Linked DNA regions of Drosophila melanogaster: region 1 is linked to region 2. The links are chromatin contacts, called in public HiChIP or PLAC-seq maps. All regions are on one chromosome and are shown on one strand. The core of a region is the stretch at or near the end of the contact, and the rest is flanking DNA. Distances in the headings are between cores, read along the strand shown. Region 1 holds the start of CG45263. Region 2 holds the start of CG7963.

Region 1 (4,160 bases), core at 1,279-3,778, 110 kb before region 2:
GGGCATGTTTCTTCATTTGACACTTGCCCGTTTCCGTTTCCGTTTTCAGTTCATGTTTTTGGAATTATTTCATTTCATTTTTGAAGTCACTCAGAGAGAACTCCCCACATATCTTTGTGCTCAGCCCACTTGCCGCCCAGTCGTTTTATCATTGTTCTTGTTTGTTTATTTATTAAATTGACACATGCTGACAGCAGCCAGATAAGAGCAAATGGAATGGAGTGCCAGGAGCACGAGCAGCACATGGACACAGGACATAGGAGCAGGCAGTGACTGCAAAGGAATCGGACATTGTGGCAGCTTCCACTGGCTCGAGTCGGGGCATAAATCACTCGGAAGTAAATGCTTTTGGCCCACATAATGAACTTGGCCCACTCGAGCAGCCCAAGCAGCACACCCGCCCACATCCGATTTCCACCCCCCAAACGAGCCATGCTGCAGTTGCAACTGCGAAGAGGAATTTTAATTTCTCGCAAAATTAACTTCTGCTCAAATTATTACGTTGTGCAATGCAAATGCCAACTACTACTTACCCGAAAATTCACTTAGGGACCCAAGGAAGCTTCACTTGCAGCAAGAAGGCTAAGCCAAGCAAGCCGTAAAACAATAATTGCAACATCAGTTAGGGGCCAAAAGGGTTAGTTCGCCATTTTTCTGCTTTCGCCACTATTCCCCCGATTCATTTTTTTTTTTTTTCGTTTTTCTGTCTGATTAATACAAATGAGCGGCGATTTGTCATGTCACTGCGTTTAAATTTATCATTTTCCACGACAGGCGCGAGTTATCCAGCCATTTTTGTTGGCGTGCTGCTGTTGTTTTTTTTTTTGTTTTTTGCCCGCTTCTGTTGTTTCCTACATGCCTTTTCGTATCGCAGCTTTATTTTTATGTGTTTTTCTGTTGTTGCTGTTGTTGTTATTGTTTTCTTCCTTCCACAACATTCTCTTGTTTGTTTTTCCTGTTTCCGGCAGGCGTGCGCTGCTCCCTGCCCCATATGGACCGCCCAAATCCACCCACCAGCCACATCCCATCGCTCGGACTTTCACCCACATTGGACGCAGCGGCGCCAAGATCGCTTCCATTGCACATTTTGGCATTCGACTCGCTTTTCGCCCCTCCTTCCTTTTTGCATCAGTCTCTCTCTTTGTTTCGCTCTTTTCAGTACCCTCACAAAGGATAATTGAGTTTTCTCCATTCATATATGTACATACCTGCCCATGAGGAAAGAATATATGCAGAAGATATATTAAGCTGCAGCGATTGATAGTTGAACATTTATTATAAAAAGTTTAATTATTTATCTGTTCTTAAATAATCATAATTCTCTACTGATGAAAGAGCAAATGCTACCCTTTTCTAGGGCTATAATATTTTGGATAGCGTATTGGGAATGCGGTTATGCCGCTTATTTTCCGACCGTTCCACTCGCTTTCCATCTGTGTGTGCCTGAGTTAGGCGCCTGACTCCTCCATTGTTACCACTGCTGCTGCTGCTGCTGCTGAGTGAATTTTATGTGGCATATGCCGAGGCGCAACATTTTTGTTAATGGCTTGTAAAATTTTTTCGCATACACAAATCCCTTTTTGGCTCTTTCCTTTGCCCACTAACTTTTTGCCGGAAACTCCAAACCGCTGCGTCTCCTTTTGGTCCTCGCTTTGCTTGGCTGGGCGTTGACATGACGCCGCACATAGCAGAGTTATAAGCCACCCTTGCCCATTCTCCCCCTATTCGATTTTCCCATTCCCCGCCCCAGTTGAGAGACCCATAATTGTTTGTTAGTTTTTGCTGGTTTCGTGCAGCTGTTGTGGCATTTGCCAAAAGCATAATTCGATTAGCTTTTATCGCAGCGTGTTCAACTGCAATCATTGCGGAAAAATGCCAATTAGAAAAGTTACAGCTCCCCGCTGAACGCGTCCACCCACAATGACCATCTCCCCTGAACCGATTTTGTCCTACTTTTTGCCGTGTCAGAGCTTCCTAGTGTATCTGTCAAAAATATTTTTATTTCGGCTGAATGTCCAATTTGAATTAAGCAATATATTACGCAGCTTCTGTTGATACGTTTTTTTTTTGAATAGGACTTAGATATATACATTTAATTTTAATAAAATCAGCTTGAGTTTGTAATATGTAAATTTTAAATGATTTTTATATGCAATACTCATTGGTAACATTTCACAATTAACGGCATAATATAACTACAACCATAAATACAGTTAAATAGAAAGAGTATCTGGTAGTTGGAAACAAAAAGCACTTGTTGCCAAGCCCGAAAAGTGCAACATGTTGATGGAGGACAGCAACACGCTCAAACCGCTTAGGCCAAGGAAAAAACGTAAACACAACATGTTTGTTGCACACTCAGTTGGCCAACAGGTTTGAGCGCGCTGGCGTAGGTCGTTCGTATGCGTTCGGCTCACAGTCACGAAGCGCCGCTTAACAGTGCTCAGCTCTGTTAGCGAACGTCGAGGCGTAACATTTCGTGTCTTTGAAATGCATATCATCGAAGTCACCAGTTTCAGTTCCAAGTTTCAGTAGATTTCGGGACATCGTGCGGATCGAACGTCTGGCGCTGCGTTCACGCGACTCGTACGCTGCAAGGAATCAGTTACCAGTGACCAGTAAACAGTGATCGGTGAATGTGAATAGTGACTAGTGAATGAGACAGTGAACGAGTAACAGCCCGAAAATTGTTGCATTTACGAGAAATCGCATGGATATTGAAAAAGGTATAGCCAAAGGATGTATGGTAAACAAAAAAAAAAAAAAAACGCGTGCGTTGTTTTTTAGATACACGTGACAGTGGAATTTGTATCTAGATTGTTTTGTTGGTTTTGCTTTTAGCAAGTGTACCCACCGTGTGCTAAATGCATACGTATGTATGAGTGTGCGTGTGTGTGTTTGTGTGTGGAGGTGCCGGGATATACTTTGACACACTTTCGCATCGTGCCCAACTCCCGGCCATCGGTTATGGCGTGTCCTCGAAAACGGGGAAAAAAGTTACAACTAGCAGTAAACGTGAAAAAGGACCAGCAAGGACGAGAAAATCTCGGCGAGGCGAAAGCGCTGTGTTTTCATTGTCGTCGTCGTTCGCCTTTGGCTCATCAATAAAAATTTCCTTGACATTTTATGAGCCAAAGGATTCTGAGCTCACTTTACTTACTCCATTCGCCATTCAGCCATTCGCCGGGATGGCCAATATATTAAATACGACAACGGATTAAACGCTCGGTTGCCCTTTTTATGTCCGCTTATATTTATGGACAATTATTTAAAAGAAAAAAAAATTGCCATTCGCCGAAAGTTTGCACACATTTATGGTCTGTGAATGCTTTATATAATCGCCATGGTGATCGAATCCCACAAAGAAGTTCTACTTCATCGGCAGGGAATGAGGGGGGAAAATTTAATTAAGCCTCTTCGCGATTGTTTATAAATTCATGTTAATGATATTTGGACAGCCCCCCTTTTTCGGATGCCGAAAAGTATCTGCAATTACGTCGAATCGTTGGGCGCGAATTCCGCCTGCCAAAGTTGTGAGAATTTTCCGCTAATTGTTTTCCGTCGAGAAGGCGATTCGCAATCGTCGCCAGCTGCGCGGCAAAAAGGACTCTCGCTCGGCAGAGTTTTTCCCCCTCGGTTTTGATATGCAAATGGCCTTAAATTCCACACTCACAATTGAAATGAAATTGCCTCAAAGTTTCTGTCTTCACCGAAAATACAGGCGGCACGTGCAGCCGGAGTCGTTTAATTTTAAAAGCCAAACATTTTTATTAATGGTTATTGCCGTGAGTGGCAAGAGTGTGCTCCGCTTGGTGTTATAATCGAAGATTGTTTTGCCATTAGGAAAAGCGTCTTGGAAAACTTAAAGACTTCTCGAAAAATGTGATTCCCGCCAGTGGCTCTTGCAGAGATTGAATCATCGTGACGCCCGGCGCTTCAAAGCGACATTCATTTAAATATTTTGATAAACTTTGACGACATTTCGCGCAATTTCAACGCAATGTGTGCGATCCATCCTTATTCGAGGACCCCCCATCTCCTCCTATTCCGCTGGGATGTGCGAGTTTTTCCTGGCATTTATATCAATTTCTTTATTCCTCACGGCTTTCGACTGCCGCCTGCATTTCGGCAAACGAAAAATCCTCAAACATTTTTTTTTT
Region 2 (4,487 bases), core at 1,640-4,139:
AACGCGGCTTTTGATGAGATCTTCTCCTGCTACGATGACGATAACGAGGATGACAAGGGCACGCAGACGCAGACCAATACCGATGATCTCTTCGAGGACGAGCATATGCTGGTCAGCCTGAGCGAACTTGATGACGAGGTGTTCGCCAGCCGAGCGCAAACGGCCTCGACCACACCCACAGCCAGTGCGGGAATGGGAGCTGGACGAACGCCCAAACACAGCACGCCCCAGTTAAACCACAACAAGTATACGGCTCCATCGCCACCTCGCTCCCGCACTCTTACCAATCTCTTCGAGCGTTTGAAGTCGCAGGACAACAAGACGCTACAGAAGTACGCCGCCAATGGGGCGCTCAACAAGACAGAGGACTTCAATAGAGGCTCCACAGTTAGTAAGTCCTTTGTGCAGCATCTGAGAAAGCCCTCTCACAAGCAGAAACGAGCGCCAAGGCCACCGCCCAAGCCGCAATCCCGCTCCCAAGTGGCCATTGCCCATGTGACACCCCTCCGCAAAGCCCTGATCTTTCCGAAGCGATCCAAGTCGTCCAGCGAACTACTACTCGACGATCTGAGCGTGCAGGCGCGTAAGTATCAGCGAAGGATAGAGCAGGGATCAGCGCTGTAGACAGGAACAATGGGCACCCAGTTATGCACCTGTTTCTCACCTGTTGACCAGTTATTTGGCCTCATCTAGATATTAAATCGATTTCTTTCGCATTTCCGTTTACCCCAGAGGCGACGCTTTTGTAGAATAAGTGTGATCCCCAAACCAATACGAAAACGACCCGACCCCTACCTTCGATTCCGATCAAGACCCTCTAACCGAACCCGAATCCGATGTAGATGTGGAACAAGTGCAGCTATCCCGCCGCCATAATGGAAGACAAAGATACGACCCGAAGCAAGCCCAAAGAGAATTAAGCCATACGAGGAATAGCACCCAAAAGAACTAAACTAATTTCGTAATTTACGCATAGTTACATTAAGCCAATTACTCGAAACTGCATGAAAATCAAATCAAAAGATGACTAACCATATTTATAAATACAACCATATATAAATATACATAAACATTATTGTACAAATAGGATCGAAGATGTACCGAGAGCTATGGTTAGATATGGAAATAAAAATCAAACGACAATTCATGCTCTCAACCTAGTTATTTACGAGTACAAGTTTGTCTCTTCAATTATAATTTGAATTCATCTAAAGAATATACCATACAAGCCCGATATACATCTATACATTATACGGATATTTATAGCATATACCTGCGTCACTTGTTGTAACTTTTAGGATAATTGCAAGTCAAAGCAAAAGTAAACCAATTACAAAAGGAAACATTACTAACTCTTACCTGCATGCAATAAAGAATTTCAAAATGCAAAACTGAATAGTGTACTTTCTGGGTTAGGGATATATTAAGCATAACTGATTTTCTTACAGTCACTGTTCGTAATTTCATCTAAGAAGGAAGACAATGCTGGAAAAGGAATTCGGGAACGGTATTTAGTAAAAAAAAAAGCAGTCAGAACGCATACCAAACTTACAGACACCTAAGGCCTCACAGTATAGGGAAACAACTCTCAAAATCGTCCCATGGCACTTCATTTGGCAACAAAGTGATAGCCAAAGTGGTAGCGGTCGCTGTCCTGATCTTTATCCGATGTATGAAGAGCCTTGGAATGTGCAAAACAAATCGCTGTGGGCCCACCTTGGCATTAAAAGAAGCTGCCTAAGTCACTAATAAGGCTGCTTATATCTGTTACCTTGACCGCGATCAGAGATCATTGGCCCAAATCGGCAATCTGCAACTTATCACTGTCCCGTTTCATGACGCAACGCGTGTTTTCGGAGCTGTCCCGCCCGTGTAAAAGGTTTTTCGCACACTTGGCAGCGGTGCAGGCGTTCGCCGGTATGGATCCGCTCGTGAATCTTGAGGACTCCCAGTTGGGCGAAACGTTTGTCACGATGCTGGCAGGCGTAGGGTCTTTCGCCAGTGTTTGTGCGGAGATGCAGCTCGAGCATGTAGACCCTGGAGAAACTGCGCTGATAGACGTTGCAAAGATGCGGACGTTCCTCCGTGTGCCTGTTAACTATGTGGCGTCGCTGATTCTACAAAACCACGCCCGCAGTGCAGGCACTTGTGCTGCAAGACCTGCTTATGGCGCCTCTGATGAACCTCCAATGCTCCATTGGTCCTGAAGGCCTTGGCGCACTGATCGCAGGTGAAGGGCCATTCGTCGGTGTGCAGGCGAATGTGGCTTGCCAGACTAGAGGCGGATTGAAGGCACTTACCGCACTCCAGGCACTTGTGCCCACGTTTGGGTGTCTTGGCATAGGAGCAATTGTGGACCTGGTAGCAACCCAATTTCGTAAAGATCCGCCTGCGCTCCCTACAGTCTATAATAGTTATTGAAGCATGTACTTCTTGGATGTGCCGACGCAGTACTTCCGATAGCTGGAAACCAGCGCCACAATGCTGGCAGTTCCAGCGTGAAACTCCAATAGGTTCATTTTCGGGATCCTCCACAGCGGAGAGCTGTTCAATATAGTCGCTGGGATCAATAATAATTATTTCCTCCGAAGCTAGGGGTTCTGCCGTGTCTATGTTTATCTCCGGAGCCATATCGCGCAACTTCTCCGACTCCACGCATATTTTGCGAAACTTGGCGGCGATGAGAAGCTCGTTGGTGCACTCCTGGCATAAATACATTGGCTGCAAGGTACACAGGTCCACTTGCATCTCCTCCACGATCTCATAGATATCCACCAGAAGTTCATCCTGTTTAAGACAAACTCGGCAACGGAATTCACCAGATGGTGGCGACATTTTCAGTTAAAAGCTTGCAAATATTTAAAAATTGAACTGCCAAATCAAATGCAGCTACCCACAATTATCGATAAGACCGATAAGCAACAAACAGCTGATTATACTAAACTACACTTTAAAGTATGTCTCATATATTAAGAGCTAACTACTTCCAAACTATAAGATAATAATTAATTATGAATATAAATATATGAATATATTTAATACTAACAGCCAACAAATATTTGTCAGTTTAACGTGTTATAAATAAATAAGTGGGAAAACGGCATTTCATTACTAATGTGCACTTCTAAGTTCCGTTAATCGGATTTCCGTATCTGGTAACACCGTGGGGCTTCAGCTGTATCATTGGAGAACTAACGCTGAAAAACTCTTCCTTTTCGATCGGAAATAAAGTGTGACAACATGCTAGCACAAAAGTCAGTTGCCGGTGCTGATGAAGTAAGAACCAACTTTTAAAAAAGTAGCCGAACACCAAAATATTGTTTTGTAATTCAGCTTGCGCAAGCCAAAGGAAAATGCGTCCATTGCGCAAACGCAGCGGAAAGGGTCTGTCAGCGCTGCGGGGACTTTTACTGCTCCAAGCATTGTCAGCGGCAAGATTGGCTACGTCATCGTTACATCTGCATCCCGCTGCCCGCGTTGGTTTCTCCCAATGAATATTCCGTGTTCCAGAGCGACAGGGAATCAACTTTGGAGGGGGCCTGTTCGTTAAACGCTGACAAATCTGTAGTTGAGGCGTCGCCAATACCCCTCAGCCGTTCACCTATTCTTCCGGATTTGCAGTGCAATAACGCCGGCCGTTCCAGCATCATTGCAGCCAAAGATGATATTCCCGTTTCTCCGCCAAAAGCGATCATCCCGCCCAGCGGTGCTATGGTATACATTACGGACTTCATATCCAGTAATCGTTGCTATATTCGCGATGCCAGCGAATCTGCTGAAAGAGCGTTTGACGAAGTTTGCAAGAAGGTTTGTTATATATGGAGTCAAATTTCTTCAATCCAAGAAAATTCCTAAATTAGAAGTAAAATGCGTGCATGATAGCAAATTCTATAAATGAATATTATCAAAGAAATAGTGTTGCGTGTAAAACTGTATACTATTTGGATACTTAAATACTAGCAAATCGAGTTTTTTTTTCTAATTCTACTGTTGACGAGACTATTTCGAATTAAAAAGTGTTGTATCTTCACAGGTTAATACCATAGCTACGTTATTGCCCAGAATAAAAAATCCACCACCAAATAGATTGTGCCTAGTCCACTTTAATGGCATGTATGTGCGAGCGAAGATGTGTAAGAAGCTCCGTGAGGTTTCCCACTTATTTTTGGTCGATCTTGGAATCAAACATTCTGGACCTTTTTTCGATTTTAAGGATATCAATGATGAGTTAAAAGCATTGCCCTGTTCCAGCCAACTGGTGCAGCTCAAGAATGTATTGAATTGTGACTATTCCAATGATGTCATTGCCTTCAACTCGAAATTCGTGGGCAAGAAATATATGGCAACCATTAAAAAGTGCCCTGGATTACACCTCGTGGAACTAGTAAACACGGAGATGAACTTTTCGGTAAATGAACAGTTAAACGCATTTTTCAACAGTAAGAAGTTGCTACGAAACCCTAATTCTGCGGCCGAGAATATCAAGT

What was found. HiChIP or PLAC-seq counts read pairs in DNA pulled down with a chosen protein or histone mark.
Region 1: a contact with region 2 is called in an RNA polymerase II HiChIP or PLAC-seq map of the Kc167 cell line, with 6 times the contacts expected there. The contact joins the promoter of CG45263 here to the promoter of CG7963 in region 2. A contact is called at or near these places in 13 of 107 Hi-C or Micro-C datasets (the Kc167 cell line, the OSC cell line, the PNm cell line and 9 more) and 2 of 6 datasets of contacts at active chromatin or transcription factors (both in the Kc167 cell line).

What each region holds. Positions count from the first base shown.
Region 1 is chr3R:8,475,985-8,480,144 of dm6, reverse strand. It overlaps CG45263, which reads left to right and starts at 2,528. Exons shown (of 16, transcript NM_001260059.2): 1 at 2,528-2,726.
Region 2 is chr3R:8,361,228-8,365,714 of dm6, reverse strand. It overlaps CG7963, which reads right to left and starts at 2,889. Exons shown (of 1, transcript NM_141541.3): 1 at 1,821-2,889. The coding sequence starts at 2,835. The coding sequence ends at 1,821. It overlaps Veneno (veneno), which reads left to right and starts at 3,161. Exons shown (of 6, transcript NM_141540.3): 1 at 3,161-3,276; 2 at 3,334-3,807; 3 at 4,034-4,487. The coding sequence starts at 3,241. CG45263 reads left to right here. Exons shown (of 16, transcript NM_001260059.2): 16 at 1-1,387. The coding sequence ends at 624.